Regions from separate parts of the Danio rerio genome. Here region 2 is linked to region 1. Evidence: chromatin contacts called from public HiChIP or PLAC-seq data. All regions are on one chromosome and are shown on one strand. The core of a region is the stretch at or near the end of the contact, and the rest is flanking DNA. Distances in the headings are between cores, read along the strand shown.

Region 1 (4,228 bases), core at 1,014-3,513:
TGAAGTGAAATTATATAAATTAACCAAGCTTTTAAAAAATGCTGCTGTAGTTTAACTATGGTAACATCACAAACCATACTATAGTAATCTGTAATAATGCAATAATGGTAATTTATGCACTAACAAACATGGTTACTACACTTGTATTACAATAACACCACAGTTAATATTAGTAAGAAGTTTATAAATGAAGTATTAAACATAATTAATAGCTAAAATCCTGGCAACAACTGGAAAACATATCAATCTAAAGTCAAATGTAGGCTGATTGTGAGCGTTTTTTACACACCTGCACAAATCCACGAAGGTTTGGAAATTGAGTTTTTTAATCTTCTTCTCACTGAGCCAGTATCCAACTCGCTTTCCTTTCACGAACGTCTGCATCTCTAAATACAGATAGATACAGATAGACAGTAAATAAAGCAGTTTGGTTAATAAGTATTGTAAAGTACATGAAGAGAGTACTTAAGAATAAGTTAGTTGTTATGTTAAAAAATACTGACGACTTCATGAAAGCGAGAATGAATTTACCTGACAGAATGAATGTACTGAATCAATGTGAAGTTGCGAGTCTCTCCTTTACGTCTCGTAAAGTCCAAGTTACAGGTTTAGACTGTCATCAAGGGTCCATCCAGTATTGCTAGTGTCCTCCAGAAAGCGTGTCTCTCTGTCTAAATAGTTGTTCAATTTTATGACAACTTCGTCACATTATTTATATGACAGCAACACGTATCGACATAACAAACACATCATGGCAGAAGGCAGTCTGAGAGCGGCGCGGGTGCCCCTTGCCTAACTGAGATCTCAACGCTTATATGCCCAAATGGTCTGTCCATTACTCGCCCATGCTGTCGATTATCAATGTAATGTTGATTGGCCACTTGGACAGCAACGAAACTTATTTGCCAAGACACACCCTTTCAGAGGCGGGATGTTAACTGCGGGATGTTAGCTAGAGGCAACGTTCATTCATTAATTCATTCATTCTATTGTGTCGTGCCAAAGTTGAAATGTTTCACAGGAACTATGTAAATGAAAGTAAGTGTAGACTTGTGATTGGACGTAATAAGTTTTTTATTATAAAAAACTTCTTTTATTGTGTTAATAAAACATTATACAGGCACATGGAGGGATCAATGACTGGGATGGATGCATGGGGCAGACGAATTGCTCCATTCAAGAATAAGCTAGAGTGACAACATTCATACTATATATTCTCAGTTAGACCCTCCTTCAATCTGAGAGAAATCATCCATTTCAAGTGCTTCAGTATAAAACTCATTTTTAGGTAAAATGGTAATTTTTTAATGTTCAGAAAATTTCTCATACTGTCTAATCTGTTTTCATGAAACATTATTCATTTGTATAATTGAAACCACAGTTTTCTTAGCTTTAAGTTAAGTTACCAAGCAAAGCTATTGTATCTCCCTAACAGACAGTTTAATCAGGATTGACAGAATTGGGACAGTTACAGCATGTTTTTATTACAATTCATTCTACTGGCATGTGCAGTTTTAATTGTATCACAGTTTTGGTGTAATTTTTTTTTTTAATTAATAATTACTTCATTAAATTCAAATGTCAAAGAAATAGCTGAATAAAGGTTCACTCTTGGTTTTCAGTAAAAATATATTTATTTATTCTCTATTAGGGCTAGGCCGATAAACGATAAAATTGATGTCAATAACAATATTCTGGACTTTTTTTTACTCTATATTGATATAAGAGCCAATCACACAGCTGTAATGTGCAACAATGGGTATTTAAAACTGTGTTGATATTAGAGATCTAAGTTACTCTAATTAGTTACATCTAATTTTTATGGCTTCAGTCATTGATGTATTAGCCTACTCCTTTAAATCTGAAACCATTGACAAAAAATATCAAAATATATATGGTTATCATTCAATATGGAAAATAATTAGCGAAACTGCATTTTTGCCATATCAACCAGACCTATCATAAACTGTGTTGTAAGTCTGTTTTTATACAGATAAACCAATCAGGACAAGTCATGATCCATAATATACCAGTGCTATTATATGACACAACACAAATTCAATTGCAAGCAAAATAAAAAATGGGGGTAAATGTTTAAAATCATTGTCCAAGGCAGTGTAATACTATACAGTAGTGGAGTGTTCATCGCAGTCTAGTTTGTACCACAGACATGCTCACGAGGGCGGTAAAGTCCTTTGCTAGGTTAATCATAAAGTCCTCGAAGATTCATGGGAACTTCCCGGATGTAGACATTCCAGGAAGTGAGTCCTATGACAACAACCCTGTGACAAACCGACGCTGTGTGCTTTGGCTTGAGGAACAAATTTTCTAGGAAACCGAGCAAAATGGATTGATCGTGTAATTACAGTAAGTAACAATGAGTGAAAACCATGTGGTAATCTATAGGACGGAGGCGTGTCGAGGTTTAATGACACACCAGTGCTGGTTAACAGCTTTGAGAAATCTCCAGATGGTGTGTGTGTGTGTTTGCGAGGTTATTGAGCTGGAAACACTTCCTCTTTGGAATATTTTTTCCAAATGTTTCCTGCTAGATTGTATTAATTAGTCTAGAAACTTGTTTCGTACAACTTTTAGGAAAGCTGTTTTTAATGTGCAATTAATTGTTCACCATTCGAGTTTCTGTTTACTTGTAGATTCAGTGAAAATTGTTTTCATTTTTATGTCCTGAAACCATTGATCACATGACTTCTATTCATACTGGGGCAAAATTGGTTTTATATTTGCACATTCAAACTTTCTCCCTAATATTATACTTTTAGAAAAGTATTCTTTGCAAATTCTAAACAGGAAACTCATATTAGCAGCCAGAGAATATCAAATTACATCATTGTGCAGAGCCAAGTAAATATTGCTGATTAACGTTAGGGATGCTTCGATAAGGATTTTTGCAGGCGATATTTAGTCCTAATTCCTTGTTATGGTGATCAGCCGATACAGAGTACAGATTCTAATGCTTTAAGCTTTTTAATAAGTATGATTCCTCTAAGTATGAACTTAATGAAAATAAATGAAGGATGCTGCATATAATACCTTAAACAATTCTCTTATAACTATTTAGGTATGAACATGTCATGGCCAGAAGCAGATTTACAGAAAATAATTCATTCATTCATTTTACTTCGGCTTATTCCCGTATTTGTCAGGGGTCGCCACAGCAGAATGTACCACCACAAAAATTAGTAATAAAAATGACAAACAATGCATTTTGGAAACACTGCAAATGATGAAAGGAGAATTCAACGTCTCAATCATGAAAAAGTTTGGAGCGGATATTTGATGCATAACAAGTTAAAATGCAGATCTAGAAAATCGAATACATCTTTACAATGAACAGAGGTCGCACCGCATCTCTGTGTATTTTAGTTGCTGTTAAAAGATCGCATCAGGCACCTCCTGTTGTGGCTGCTGTAGGCTATGCATAATATATAGGAGCGCATGTGCATCTACCTCTGCTTGTAAAGTCATAAACAAACCCCCTGCGATCAACTCTTGAGTAACTGGCAATTGCAGATCGAGTCATGAAATGTGATTATCTTTGGCCGATCGATCGGAGCATCCCTAGAGCTAATGCTGTTTTTGAAGTCATACTTCTATGCTATTTCTGACCGACTATTCAAAGTAAACAATATAGGAACTGTGTCACAAGTTATCACTGCACGAATATGTGAATATAAAACCAACTTTACCTCAGATTTGTCTTTGTTTTTCCCAGGGAAGAGCATGGAGAATGATGAATTTCCGTCAGCGGATGGGGTGGATTGGTGTCGGACTGTACTTGCTGGCCAGTGTCGCTGCAGTGTATTACATATTTGAGATCAGCCAAACATACAACCGACTTGCATTGGCACAAGTGGAAAAAACATCTGGAGCGCAGGCAAAATGGCCAGGAGACGCTTCATCCTCTTCCCCTTCTTCAACCTCATGGATAGTAACTCTGAAAACGAGACTTCTCCTCTTGCCCTTCTGGGTTTGGGCCACCATTTTCCTCCTTCCCTATCTGCAGGTGTTTCTCTTTCTCTACTCCTGCACAAGAGCGGATCCCAAGACTGTAGGATACTGTATTCTGCCCATCTGCCTTGCTGTCCTCTGCAACCGTCACCAAACTTTCACAAAGGCCTCCAATCAGATCAGCAGACTGCAGCTGATTGACACCTGAAGATGTGGGATCAGATCTTGGTGCCATGTAGTTTGGTGACTGTGGGGTTGA
Region 2 (4,228 bases), core at 813-3,312, 300 kb after region 1:
TGGCTACTTCCATCAGGAAAATGCACCATGTCTTAAAGGCCGAATCATCTCAGACTGGTTCCTTGAACATGACAATGAGTTAACCGTACTCAAATGGCCGCTGCAGTCACCAGAACTCAATCCAATAGAGCACCTCTGGGATGTGGTGGAACGGGAGATTTGCACCATGGATGTGCAGCCGACAAATCTGCAGCAAATGCGTGATGCTATCATGTCACAATGGACCAAAATCTTCTAGGAATATTTCCTGAGAATAATTGAAGGCAAAAGAAGGTCCGGTACTAGTAAGGTCTACCTAATAAAATGGCCGGGGAGTGTATATAATCAAAGTGCCTTTAAGGCATGTGTATTCTAGAGTCTTTGATATAATCCATTGACCCTTTTGAATATTTGAACAATATTTGAAACATGGATCACAAGCTATGACTGTTCAGATGCATTTTTCATGGCCAAAAACTATGATTCAATTCTAATAGTTTTGTCATGTAAATGAAATATATATATATATATATATATATATATATATATATATATATATATATATATATATAACAGACAACTTGACTAAACAGCATTAAGTATCAGTTGTCAATTTATACCCTTCAATAATATTTCTTGGTAAGATATATTATTTAAATGCTTAGCTTTGGTTTAGAAAGCGTTTTGGGGTTAATTTTGGGGAGCAAAAGAAAATGTAGTGTAATGAAACGGTGGCTGTGAAATGTATTGATAAAAGTTCCTTAAAGACCTACTGTATTTTTGATTTAAAATAACATCATTTTGAGCAAATCTTAAATGGATAATCAAGTAACTATTGCTTAGTTCCATAAATTTTCATCTTGAAATATAATTACCAATACACAGTTGTTTTATACTAATCGCCAAAGATTTCACAGCAAATAATGATGAACAACAACATTTAACAAGAACATTGAATAAAGACTTTTTAAAGAATTACGTTAATCAGTCTTTTCTAAGGTGATAAAAAACACAATAGCTTAATAAAAAGGTTTTGAGTTAAACCTTTGATATAAATATCAATGATAAAGGGTGGTGGACAAATTTGTGCAGATTGTAATATTGATATTTTTATAATATTTGTATTACATATTACATTATTATAATAGTATTACGTTTTGTTTGATATTAAAAAATGGTTAATTATGTTAAACTTTTATTTGACTCTCACCATACAAAATATGATAGAAAACAACATTATATAGTTTATAGGTATAATTTATACCTATACCAGTTTTCCTGGGGCCCTAAGTGGTCGCTTAGCTTATTGGTTAAATCCGCCTCTGATCACAATAGCAATTTAGAGGCAACATCAGTACAGTAAGTTAGAAACAGCTGCCTAGTTTTTAGGCAAATCTGTGCAGTATAATACATAACAAGCAATACACGGTGTGAGAGCCCACAATGAAGGCCTCAGTTGACCGACTTTTGTTTTTAAAGGATCTGATTGTCAGGCTTTAAACTGAAATTTTAACATATTATTACATTATCATCATCTTATTTATCATATTACACGGGTTGCGTTTGGTCTTTGTAAAATACTTCGCTGTTTTAATAGTCTAAGCCAGAATAAAAGAGAATGTCCTCTGATGATTCTAGAAGCGCAATCAGACGTGCGTATGATTCATGCATTCGTGCATTCTAAATAACAGCTAAGTTCAACCAAATAGCATCGATCAAACGGAGATCACTGATTAGTGTGTATTTTTCTCAATAGAGCTCGTGAACATTCTCAGAGGTGACAGGAGGCGTGTTTACAGTGTATGTTCCTTTAAGGGTTGTGTCGCATATTCAGTAGACTGCGCTAACATATAGCAACACGGTTTTAAACGAAAAAGAAATGTTGCACAATTCATTTGTATTCACTTACAGTCGATTCTACATACCTGCAATCACTCTAAAAGAACGCCGAAACGTTGTGGAGGACAGACTTCTTACGGTACAAATGTCTGATTCGAAGGCAGTGCCAAAATCCAAGTTATAGAAGTACAGATATGTTGTCTGTTTCAAAACAATTCACTGCAAACACAGCAACAACACCGTCTAACGGTTCACGTCATGTCGCCATCAATAACAAACCGAACGTACGCAGATTACGCAACATCCGCCCCTTGCCCATACGCGATGATTTACGCAGTTTACGTATGTTTCTCTTACATCGCACAAGGGGGAAACGTAATTTTATGATTTGCGATTTTGCGTAACATTTATTTCCAAATCTCTACAGCCATTTGTCAACTAACATGTTTGGGGAAAATAAAATATTACAATTTATTTTACTACCTATGATTTATATTTGAATAAATGGTAGTTTTAAATAAATAAAACGAATATGAATATCCCACTATTGCCTATTCAATTGTTAATATGATGTACACGAGTAACCACTGTAATCCACACAATTACTGTTCGCTTGTTTTAACGTTACCTGTACTTTTAGCACGTAAATTATCATGAAACTATAATTTATAAAAGCGTTAAGGTTTGAGACATTTTTATTTGAGATATTTTTACCTAGGTAAATATAATAAACACAATATTTCCAAAAGCAAAACATGTTTGTATAAATTGTCCTTGTAATCACAAATGGCTGCGATTGGCCCATTTTGGATGTTTTTACCAGCGCTGAGAAAAGTAACATGTACGGTACCACGTGACAACAATGTTCTACGTTGATTTCAGGAGCAGACGGCCAGACACTGTTGAGTTTGTGCTGTCGTCTAGTCGACTTGTTTTTAATCCAAGAAGGAGAGGCCGCTGTTAATCGGATGCGTGCCTCGGTCACGGTGACGGACTGCAAGATAAGTGCACACCAATCTCTTTAATTCAGAGGATTTGGTTTGGAACAGTTCTTGTCCAGAAAAGAGGGCCTCAGCAAATACAAAGACACTTGTAACGTTAAAGCAACTGATTTAATCACAGGCATTATCACGTTTTACTACAAGTGCATTCACGTCAAACATGTTTTAAAAAGTGACGTGTTTTAACACACAGCCAAAAACAAAACAAAACAAAACAAAACCCTGATGTCAAAACTGAAGTATGTGGAAGACATCAGAACGAATGAATGTGATACAAGGCCCCAGGTTTACAGCCTTTCTGGAGGCTCAGTCTTAAAATTTTTAAAATTTCAAATCAAAATGTTAGGCCTTAAAAAGTGAAATTCATTGAAATAATGTGTTGTAGGTTTTTATTTTTCTATGTCCATGTTAAGCTACCCAATCAGGCCAACACTTGTCCAATCAAACATTCCATCTCAATAAAAGTTTAACAAAAGTTTATTAACTCTATTTACCAATATGGCTTGATTATCTTCCTTATGATAACATTGTAATGTTTTAACTGGGCCATTACAAACAAATCTTAAGCGTTTGGTTTTTGTAAGTCTGAAATTTCATACATAAAGGTCTTAAAAAGGCTTAAATTTGACATGATCATGATGAAACCTGTAGAAACCCTGAAAAAACTAAAATAAAATAATAAAAAAAATACCTGTGGCTATAAACCCTTTTTACATTTCTGGCTTTCTCAGCAGCAGAAGTCATCATAGTTGGGTAAACTTAGAGTGCAGTGAAGGGGAGAGTACAACAAATAATTTTTTACAATCCAATTTGCTGAAATAATAAAGGAAAAAAAAATACCACGAGGATGTTATCAAGACTTTCAGTAAAAGAGAACAATAGTGTGAAGCTGATGACGGCAGCCAGAGGAGAAAATAATGTCAAATATACTCTTAGCCCCATAGACGCTGCATTAGAAACACCTCGGATAAACGGTAATTTGTTTTTTTGTAACTTGACGCAAAGATGATATAATACACTCATAAAGGCATGTAAATGTTCATACTTTTTAAAAAATCTAGATATTAAACTAACTTATAAGGATTTACCATTATGAAGACTGGTAAACACGTCAGAACAGTCTTTGAACAGGGTCCACTGATGATTCACTGAGGTCTTGCAATCGGTCTATGCAAGACCATTATTACCAATAATTACTTTTAATATTTTAGGTTCAACTTATTTCCCCTGTATTGCAACCTATATATATAGGCTGCAACATCCAGGATAAGCACAAGTAGGCCTAATATTATAATGAGCATTCATGCTCCCTCTCCATTGTAAATGCAAACAGAAAACATTTATTATACAGAGGGAGCATGCAAAGGTAACAAGGCTGTAAATAAAATTTTGCTTCCTACTCAGACCAA

What was found. HiChIP or PLAC-seq counts read pairs in DNA pulled down with a chosen protein or histone mark.
Region 2: a contact with region 1 is called in an H3K4me3 HiChIP or PLAC-seq map of embryo, with 4 times the contacts expected there. The contact joins the promoter of serpina10a here to the promoter of tmem251 in region 1. A contact is called at or near these places in 1 of 18 Hi-C or Micro-C datasets (an unstated tissue) and 1 of 4 datasets of contacts at active chromatin or transcription factors (embryo).

Annotation. Positions count from the first base shown.
Region 1 is chr20:29,805,147-29,809,374 of GRCz12tu, forward strand. tmem251 (transmembrane protein 251) reads left to right here and starts at 2,264. Exons shown (of 2, transcript NM_001033746.2): 1 at 2,264-2,367; 2 at 3,734-4,228. The coding sequence starts at 3,749. The coding sequence ends at 4,177. itpk1a (inositol-tetrakisphosphate 1-kinase a) reads right to left here and starts at 868. Exons shown (of 11, transcript NM_213017.1): 1 at 532-868; 2 at 290-386. The coding sequence starts at 384.
Region 2 is chr20:30,107,663-30,111,890 of GRCz12tu, forward strand. It overlaps serpina10a (serpin peptidase inhibitor, clade A (alpha-1 antiproteinase, antitrypsin), member 10a), which reads right to left and starts at 2,063. Exons shown (of 5, transcript NM_001045071.2): 1 at 1,905-2,063. It also overlaps a transcript of prph2lb not described here.